Regions from separate parts of the Ovis aries genome. Here region 1 is linked to region 2. Evidence: chromatin contacts called from public Hi-C data. All regions are on one chromosome and are shown on one strand. Each heading gives the region's core, a stretch centred on a gene start, on an enhancer-like site or on the middle of the called end of the contact. The rest is flanking DNA. Distances are from core to core; before and after follow the strand shown.

Region 1 (4,773 bases), core at 1,084-3,583, 100 kb before region 2:
CTCTAAACAAAGCAATACATGAAAGGCAACTGCCTGAAAAAAAATTCAGCACAGTCAGCAAGAACTGGATTGGAACCATGAGACTGTGTGACCATCAGATAATTTACTAACTTTTCCCGAGCTTCAGTTTTTATAAAATGCTGCTGCTGCTGAGGATCAAATAAAATAATTAAATGACACACCTAACTGTCAGTCCAGTACAGGTCCCCTCTGATAAACACAGACCCCAGTAGCATCAGCAGTCATTCCAGGGTGGCCATGCTATGCCCCACTGCACTTCCTCATATTGGCCAGCCTGCTCCTGACCGCCAAGATTCTGACACAAGCCTTCCTGTGCCCTGCCAAGAGCAATCCTGCAGCCCTCTGTATTGTCCCCTATCTTGGGAACCCCACTAGACTGAATAGACTCTCACACTGTCGGCCTCTTCACAAGAGTCTTCCCTGCCTTTTCCTCCAGCCCGGCTTTCCTAATCATTTGGTCCCTGTAACCCTCAACCCTCAGGGCCTAGACAGCAGGGTCAGCATTCCCTCAGGATCTTCAGGTCCTTTCTCTACTTCCCTTCCTCATGCACAAGCCCCTGTACTCTAAAGCTCACAGCTTCTACTCACAATGGCTATTTCTCACGCCATCATCATCAGTGTCACACGAGGACTTTACAGAGCCCGTGGCGCTCGGCTCTCCTTGTCTCCTGCCATCTTCCTGGTGGCTTTGATATTAATATTCAGCATTCCTATGTACTGAAGAAGTACTTCATAACCAAAACAAATGTAAAAATCCCAATCTATCAAAGAGCCCATCACAACCTCTGATTTCTACAAAACCAGTTCTTTGATTCCAACACTGATTCAACCAACACTTATGAAGCACATTTGTAAACCAAGGGCTGTGCTCATAGCTGGGATGTAATAGCCAGTGACACTATTTCCATTCTCTCCAGCCTATCCATCCAGGGACCTGGTTTCACTTTCCACAGACTGTGCCCCAGAGAAGACTGGCTACCAACATCGTCTTTTTGCCGTCAGAACACTGACCACCTCTCACGCCACCCCTGCTGCCCAGCACAGCCAGGGGAAACCACAGACCAGAGAGAAAGCTGCTCTTACACAACGATGATCCCCACGTTCAGGGTAGGCCATTAATCCCGCTCAGCAGTCCCTTCCCCACTCAGCCCCTTCTCCCTAGTCGTCTCACTCCAAACCTCATGGGACTCACGGCTTCACCACCTGCTGCCCGCCCCACTTTCCTCCTCTCAGACAATGCTCCTGTCCCCTTCACCTGGCACACAAGAACCTGCACCCCACTTTCTGCCTTTCTTTTCAGCTCCAGGCAGATTTGGTGGCTCAGATGGTAAAGCGTCTGCCTACAATGTGGGAGACCCAGGTTCAATCCCTGTGTCAGGAAGATCTCCTGGAGAAGGCAATGGCAAACCACTCCAGTATTCTTGCCTGGAAAATCCCATGGACGGGGGAGCCTGGTAGGACACAGTCCATGGGGTCGAAAAGCGTCGGACACGACTGAGCGACTTTACTTTTCACTTTCCAGGCAGATCTGTTAGAGCACTCTTCCTCTGCACTCCACTCCCAAGGAGAGATTTATTCCCTTCTCCAAATGATAAACCCTTCTCTCAGCACACTAGCCTTAGCCCACTAGACCACTAATGGGATCCTGTATCATCAGCTCGTCTCTCTCACTCTCCTACATCTTCATTCTCTCCCATATGCCTAATAACTTACTAGACATATGTGCCTAATAATCTTACAGCTCTCAAACACAGCAGATTGAAAACCAAATTTACTATGCTTCCCCACACTTGCTGTCTCCTTTACTCTAGGTCTCAATAATTGCAGGCAGAGGCACAGCCAGCCAGGGACCAGAACCCCTGGGGCAGTAGACAGAGCGAGCTGCAAACAAGGTTAAAGGCCCTAATTGTAGTCTGAGGGCAGGGACGAGACCAGCACTGGAGAGCCTCAGTGTGGCAGGGGGTGAGGGCAAAAGGTAGAGAAATGGGCTCGTGAATGGAGCTGGGTAGCATCAGAGGCACGCGGAGAAGTGGTGAAGGGGTTGAGCAGGATTTCTGAGAAGCCCAGCCCTTTGGCCAGCAGCAGCCGCCTGGAACACAGAAAAGCGTGAAAGCATGGCGCCTGCCCTGTGGCCTCCCTTTTTGAGGGACTGCCTAAACATGAAAGGCATTCCAAAGCAGTTCTCTTCTCCCTCAGGAATCTTCAGAATATAAAATTTTAAATTGTAGTTTCTGGGGTTAGAAACAGCTTATTATTAAAGGGCAGTTTTTTCTATTTTGGCATGCCATCGATCTATACAGACTCTCACTGGCCAATAATCCTTTGAAGAAACAGATCTGCTCTAAAACTAACATTTATAATCTACTGGAACAAAGAAAATCTGAAAATCAGTTGTTTATCCGAACAAAGAATGAGCCAAAATACTTCAGAAAAGAAATAAGAAAAAAATATAAATATTTGAATAAGCTAAGAAATAAACATTTTTTGTAATCTTCCCTTACTTGGAAACAAATGGTAATTGCAAATAGGCAGCTGCTAAGTAAAGCCACTTCCTCTTGGAACCCAGTACAGATTTAAAGTGAGTACACTTTGCCTGAAGCCCAACAGCCTTTCAATTTCTCTGAAATTATCACAAGTGCTGCCTTTCTCACAGAAACCCCACTCTGCAGGGGATACAGCAGGCTGGCCCCCAGGGCTGCTGTAGGAACTCTGGACAAGTTCCCTGCAGACCCTCCTGACAATGATGAATTTCTGAAACCAAAGAACAGCTTATAGAGACTGAGTGGGGTAAGTATTCTGCTACCTTTTGGTATATTTTTGCCTTTCAGCTATCTAAAATATCTGACACTTAACAGATGCAATTGCAAGTTTTTTTCCTGGATACTGGAGAATGTTCTGGAATGCCGAAGCAAGTTGTTATCTGTTAAAACCAGCAGTAAGGGGACTGTGAAAGAAAAGCAACACCAGAGTTCTTACCCCATCTGGAAATGCAATTAACCCATTATATTTACCAACCACTCTCTAAGGCAGTGTGATACAATGTCAAGAGTAAGACAAAGCTCCAGTCTCTGAGAAGACCACAATCTGTTTGGCAAGATAAAACAAAGTCACTGCAGAACACTATTATCAGAAGCTTCGATAATGTTAAAATATCCACAATGAAGTGACATACCAAGAAGACTGAAGATCTTTAGAAGCAAGTATCTCATCTTCTGGTAATTCTTAAAAAGCAATAATTGCAAAGTGTTGGACCCGAGAAGCCTTGACTCTCCTTCTGAAAGTTCCTAACTGCATTCCAGAGCTAACAAGATCAGGTGAAGAACTCTTCATCATGTCTCTCCTGCCCCCTTGCATGACTATCATTTCAAAAATATATATATACACACACATACATACACATATCTAGATGCTTATCCATGTACAGACTATCTTTAGAAGGGGAGATCAGAATCAGGGAACAGTGGCTGCCAATGGAAGGGGAGTTAGGTGGCTAAATTGCTTGGGGATGGTACTAGAAAGGGCTAGGGGATTTATTTTTCACTACATACCCCTATGCCTTTCGCATTTTGTACCATATGCATAAACAAAATACTCAAAAGATTAATTTTTAAAATAAACAAACTTCAATTAAACAACTATGCTAAAACCACAAAAGAAATTATGCCCTAAAACTGGAACTAGGAGTTGCAATGGAGGTCAAACCTGACATTAGATTTAACATACACACACTCCTTTGCTTTTTTACTATAAAACATTTTAAGTCATAACATGACTAGTACTTTCCTCAGAATTCTTATACCTTCTACAGGCTTAGCTATATGTTCAAACTATGAGTTACATTCATTTTTTTCCATTTTAAAACTATATTTTTTCAAATTTACAACTTTATTCACAGTAAAATATCTGCAAAATCCCAGGTGTGCAACTAGTTTGCCAAATAGTTTGTCAAGAATACACGACCCATGTTTCCACACTTCTAGATACAGGCATCCACTGCCTCCGAAGCGGCACATCCTAACTGAAAAGCTCTAACTGCTCCGAAGTTGCCCCTTTGCTGAGCTGTGCCCTGTGCATCTCTTCCCTCGTCAGTTAAGGAGCACCTGTAACTAAGTACCAGGTGCTGCAACAGGCACAAGGGACCCAGAGAAAGATGAAAAGAGGTCCCTACCCCTGACGTGCTCAGCGCCTCAACGGGAGAGAGAAGATCAACTACAAAAATCTTCTTAAGAGCATAAGGGTGTGAAAGGAAAGGGCACCTGACACAGCTGAAAAAGCGGTGGCACCAGGTCTAAGTTTCATGAGCTAATCAAGAGCTAGTGAAGTAAAGACTGGGGAAAGGGTATCTCTAGCACAGCGAACAGCAGCACAGTAACAGAGTCCAGGGCATTCAAGAAATAAAAAGAGACACTAAGCGATTAGCTGGAGGGCGGGCAGAAAACAAAGACGAGATCATGAAGGCTCCCTATGAAACAGAATTTTATTCTGGTGGCAACCGAGAGCCTCAGAGCAGCTTTGCAGGGGGTGCAGCAAGAAGTCAGTCCAGAGGCCAGGAGACCAGTTAGAAGTCTGCTATTTTTCCATAATCGAGAAACATGATCAAAACATGAAAGCCTAAGTTAAGGAGGAGGCATTGGATCTCAAGAGAGATAAGAAACTAATTTAAGGCATAGTTATGAGAGAGAATCATCTGGATCATCTGGACTTGGAAGGTGCAGGAGGCGTCTAGGATCCCTTCTAGGCATCTGGCCGGGC
Region 2 (5,102 bases), core at 2,333-4,832:
GTCTTTACAGTATGGACAAGTAGCTTTTAATAATTCCCTACAAAGAAACCAGAGTCTGGAGGTAACACAAATAATACCTGTACAAGTGACCCAGAGAAAGAGAAATGATTGAGCTGTCACTCAACTCCTTGTATGAGCTCTTAGATGTATATGACATAAAAACAAGGACAAACCATTCAGGTCTGACAAAACATCATTCTCCCAAACCCAGACCTGTCAAAACCATTTGAAATGATATCTATTAATATTTATAGGGAGCTCTGCTATAAGAGCAAACATACCTGGGCCTTGATGTCACTAGTATTAGGGATGGGAGTACAGACATATGGCATATCAAGGGTGCAAGCAAAAGCACGTTTGGAAGCTGAGGACCAGATCAAAAGAGCCTAGAGATCCCCGGTGTGTGCCACTTGCCAATAGTGCCACATTCCTGGCCTCACAGTTCTCAGAGTTCACTGTGGACCAAAGGGATAAGCATTGGGTTTTGTGAAGACTGTTACTGACATTGCTTAAGACCAGTGATTGGAATGATGACACTTTGGGGTTTGGTTCAGATTCCTGCTGAGGCATTTCAAATCAGGTAGGTTTTGTTTGTTCTTGGTCTGCTTTGCGAGTGCCCAATTCCTGTAACAGAAGGAGGGGGAAGGGGAAAGGGGAGCCTTCTGTGGGTGACCCTCTTCTGGGCTCACTGGAGTAGGCCTACTTTCTGGGACACTGTGCACAGTGGAGAGGCTTCCCCCTCAGTCCCAGTCCACATGCACTTCCTTTCCAAGGCATAAGATTACAAAAATATCAAGGGATTTGTCCAAATCTTGACATAGGGAGAGTTCATTCTAAGTGGACTCACTGCGATGCATGGTCACCGGTATCAGTTCTTATCCGAGTGCAGTCCAGGAACTTCCCTGGTGGTCCAGTGGTTAAGAATCTGCCTTGCAATGCAGAGAATATGGGTTCGATCTCTGGTCAGAGAACTAAGATCCCACATGCTGTGGAGAAACCAAGCCCATGCGCCACAGCTAAGACCCAGCGCAGCCAAGTGCAGTTCAAGGACTGATGGCATCAGGACTCTTTAGGATGATTTGGAAACATGCAGATCCAGTGTCCCACCTGAGGCCTCCTGACTCAGAATCTGTGAGTGGGCTGAAAAAAAAAAACGTTTAAAATATACCCTCATCCCCACTCCCACCAACTGATGATTCTAAAGCACACTCATATTTTAAAAACTTTACTCCCCATAATAAAATTTTCAAAAACTGTAGTTTTCCAAAGGACTTATGATCTGAATTCACTTTTCTCAATATGGGATAGGTAGGACCTGGTAGCCTTCTGTTGATTTTAAGCCCACGGGTGGAGTGGAATGAGGCTCAGAGGAGGTCAGTCACTCACCTAAGTGTACAGGATGGGAGCTGCCCAGTTCTGCTGCACACATTAAATTCGCAGGGTGGAAGGGAGTGAGATGACGGTCCACACATCAGTGAAGGGGATGCTGGCTTCAAGTAACTCCATGGGAAGCAGAAAATTCTGGGGGCAAATTCAGTCTTAAAACCACATCCCATTACAGGTTCAGAGGGGAATAGAAAGTCACTCATCTTTAGAAAGTGACCTCAGAACTCAAGCTTTAAAGTCTGGCCGATCTAACCACGTGATCAGCAAAGTGCATGGAGATTCATTAGCAAAATGTAGCACAACGCATGATGGCCTCACAATACTGAGTCTAGAGTAGAGGCAAGAATTAGAGCTCCCTCTTCTGGCAGAGTCTCCTTCCAACCCCTTCACCTCCCCACCATCCACCCCTTCTACCTCCCACTCCCACAAAGAAGACCCTCCTGCCCATGCTCTGCCCAGCCTTCCTCTGCCTTGCTGCTCGTCACATTGCACTGTACTGGCCGGATTGACATCGCTCTCCCCCAGTGGACGGTAAGTCTCCTGGGGTAGGTCCTGAGTCAGTGTGTGAAGTGAATAGACTCATCACTGGGTCTTCTGCGTCCTTCATGAATACTTCAAGCTCCTCACACTCCACCGAGACAGAGCTCTGGCACTGCCATTCAAGGAACCACTGGGGTGTTGTGACAGGCTGGAATGTCCATTTTCTGTGTCGGGGGAAGAGGCAGACCTGGAGCTAGGGCTGCCATCTCAAACCAGAGCTGCAGGGCCACCAGCCACCTTGTCTACCACTCTGGGCCTCCCTCCTGGCCAGGGACAAAGGGACCACAGTGTTTTCCTCCCTTGAGAGGCTGAGAAAACAACTGAGCAAGGTAAGCCAGCTGTCAAGGTCAAGGTAAGCTAGCAATCAAGGCCAAGCTCCAATCCAGTGCCCCTGCTGCCCTGCCCTTTCTTACAGCTGAGGTGTTGGCCAATGAGAGTTTGGTTTCTGCTTTCCCATCTTTCCTGGCAACATTCACAACCCTCTCTGACGGTGAGCAATGCAAGTTCCAGGCATGCTTTCTTTCATTACTGGCTGCTCAGATGTCACTTTAACCACAGGGTGAGTGCCTAACCGGTAATGGGCTGATAAACATGCAAATTTCCATATGCAAGCAACGTGAGGGCACAGCTTCTTTCCCACTAGGAAGGATACCGGCAACAAGCTGAGAAAGTGGGGTGTGAGCCCACGCCTTCCTGGCAGTGTCCACCATTCCATTGACCAGGTATCTGAGGAAACAAGCTGCCTGTCCCCTCACGCAGGAGTGAGTAAACAGCTCCTCTTCTTCAAGACCCTGGAGGGTGACTTAAACATGTATAGCCCAGTCCTGGTTCTGGGTACAAGCCCTTTTTTGCTAACCTGTTTCAGTGGTGTTTTGAGGTTAGTGCAGTTTGTGTGTGTGTTGTGTTTCTACACCATCGTGGAAACCCTCAGCCCAGTGGCTTTCCACTTTCTTGGGGCCTCGGCTCCCAGGGATCCTTCCTCTGAGGCAGTGGTGCTTTTTCCAGTAGAGGCCAAGGTACAGACCTACAGACTCAGGCCCATTTTCTCACAGCTTTCGACTTAGGGCCACATTTTCTTTCCCCAAGCCCTCAGTGGAGCAGTGGGAGGTGACTCGGCAGGGGCGAGGCCATTCATCTTGGTCTCTGGCCCTGATGGTGCCAGTTGGGCCAGCTGGGAGGAGACCGCGCACGAGGGTGGGAAATTCCCACAGAGGCACCCATCAGAGGCAGGTCAAGACGGGCTCCCTGGGGACAGGATGGGAAGCCAGGAGAGGAAGCCACCCTGGAGTTAGGATTTTGTGAAGGCCTGGGGAGCCATTCCTTTTTTTCTGATTTGACTGGCAGCACATAACAAAAACCAATAAGCGCTTTGGAGTCCTAATCAGTTTCCGGAAGCAGGCAGCTTCCCGGGGAAGATAAAGGAGGGGATTCTAAGATCCAAAGGGCGGGCTGGGTTCAGGCCCAGAGAACCCGGGAGGAGGCGGGGAGGACGGGCAGGGGGCCCGGAATAGAGGGCAGAGCCGCGGGTCCCGCCTCTGGCCGCCGGCACCGCCAGGGGACGCCCTCTCAGGCTGTGGTCCAGGGTCCAGCAGGCAGGGCCTGGGGGCGGGGCCGGGGCTGGCGGGGCGGGGCCCGGGCCGTGCTCCCGCCCAACCCGAGGAATGCGGCCCTTGGCTTGTCCCGCGTCCGCATTCCGGTCTGCTTAGGAATGTGAACAGGGTGTACACTGCGCGCCCTGAACGCAGAAGTTCGGTCCCCTCCCGTTGGAGAACGCCTGGCAGCGGCTCCGCGGGAGGGCCCCCTCTCTGCCACCCCCCAGAACCTGTAGCACGTCCGGCTGGAGGATAGGGTACTGACGGCTGCCAGACCATCGGGGACTCAACACCAGTCCCAGGGTAGCGTGCTTCGAGAGCAGATGTGGTTTAGAAAAGAAGGGAAACCCGATGTAGTCCACTGTGGCATGGAGAAGTCAGGGGAAGGGGTGGAAGGGACGATGGAATCCACCAGCCTCAAGGGACAGAGTTCAGACCCTAGATTTGCCAACTTTAGGGCACACTGTGGCTGGTAAGGCTTGAAGAGGGGAAGGGAAAAGCAGAAGATCCAGTTTGGGATCAGGTGCTCTTTGACAAGCCAGGAAGGGACTAAATATCCAAGAGTCAAGGCTATTTTTCCAGTGGTCATGTTGGACTATAAAGGAAGAGGTGGACTATGAAGAAAGCTGAGCACCGAAGAATTGATGCTTTTGAACTGTGGTGTTGGAGAAGACTCTTGAGAATCCCTTGGACGCAAGGAAATCCATCCAGTCCATCCTAAAGGAGATCAGTCCTGGGTGTTCATTGGAAAGACTGATGTTGAAGCTGAAACTCCAATACTTTGGCCACCTGATGCGAAGAGCTGACTCATTGGAAAAGACCCTGATGCTGGGAAAGATTGAGGGCAGGAGGAGAAGGGGACCACAGAGGATGAGATGTTTGGATGGCATTACCAGCTCGATGGACATGGGTTTGGGTGAACTCTGGGAGTTGGTGATGGACAGGGAGGCCTGGCATGCTGTGGTTCATGGAGTCGCAGAGTCGAACACGACTGAGCGACTGAACTGAACTGACGTATTTAATTCATTCACCAAATATTTACTGAGCTGTGACAGTCCCTGAGCTAAATTCTGGGGGCACAGAGGTGAACAAGGCACCTCCTGTCCTTTAGGAGCTGACATTCAGATTCTAGAGACAGTTGCTGAAACACCCAGAGAGGGACAAAGCCAAGGGTGTTGGGAAACATAAAAGAATAACCCAGATTGGGAGATCTTGGAAGGCTTCCAGGAGGAAGCTGCCAAGTGACCTGAGAGGTCAATAGGAGTTAGCCCAAAAGATGGGTGAAAGAGGGAGCCTTGTGTTCAGAGGGTTTAAGGAAGAGCATGCCTACTTAGTTGCTTCAGTCACGTCTGACTCTTTGTGACCCCATGGACCACAGCCCACCTGACTCCTCTGTCCATGGGATTCTCCCAGCAAAAATACTGGAGTGGATTACCATGTCCTCCAGGGAATCTTCCAGATCCAGGCATCAAACCTGCATCTCTTGCATTGCAGGTGGATTCTTCACCTCTGAGCCACCGGGGAAACCCCTGAAGGAAAAGCATGTGATCCAAACAGCCCCCTGAGCCTGCCTACCCATCAGTG

Evidence for each region. A called contact is a pair of places that touch in the nucleus more often than the background predicts.
Region 1: a Hi-C map of mixed tissues shows a contact between it and region 2, with 3 times the contacts expected there. The contact joins two enhancer-like sites. A contact is called at or near these places in 6 of 16 Hi-C or Micro-C datasets (liver, mesenteric adipose tissue, mixed tissues and 3 more).

Annotation. Positions count from the first base shown.
Region 1 is chr1:255,762,836-255,767,608 of ARS-UI_Ramb_v3.0, reverse strand. All of the region lies in intron 2 of RYK (receptor like tyrosine kinase), which reads right to left. Among named protein-coding and RNA genes, the nearest start is that of RYK, 33 kb to the right of the region's middle. Within about 2 kb of position 2,333, at least 3 of the 54 cell types and tissues checked have an H3K27ac peak or open chromatin away from gene starts, as enhancers often do.
Region 2 is chr1:255,663,156-255,668,257 of ARS-UI_Ramb_v3.0, reverse strand. No RefSeq gene overlaps it. Among named protein-coding and RNA genes, the nearest start is that of TRNAS-GGA, 33 kb to the right of the region's middle. Within about 2 kb of position 3,582, at least 41 of the 54 cell types and tissues checked have an H3K27ac peak or open chromatin away from gene starts, as enhancers often do.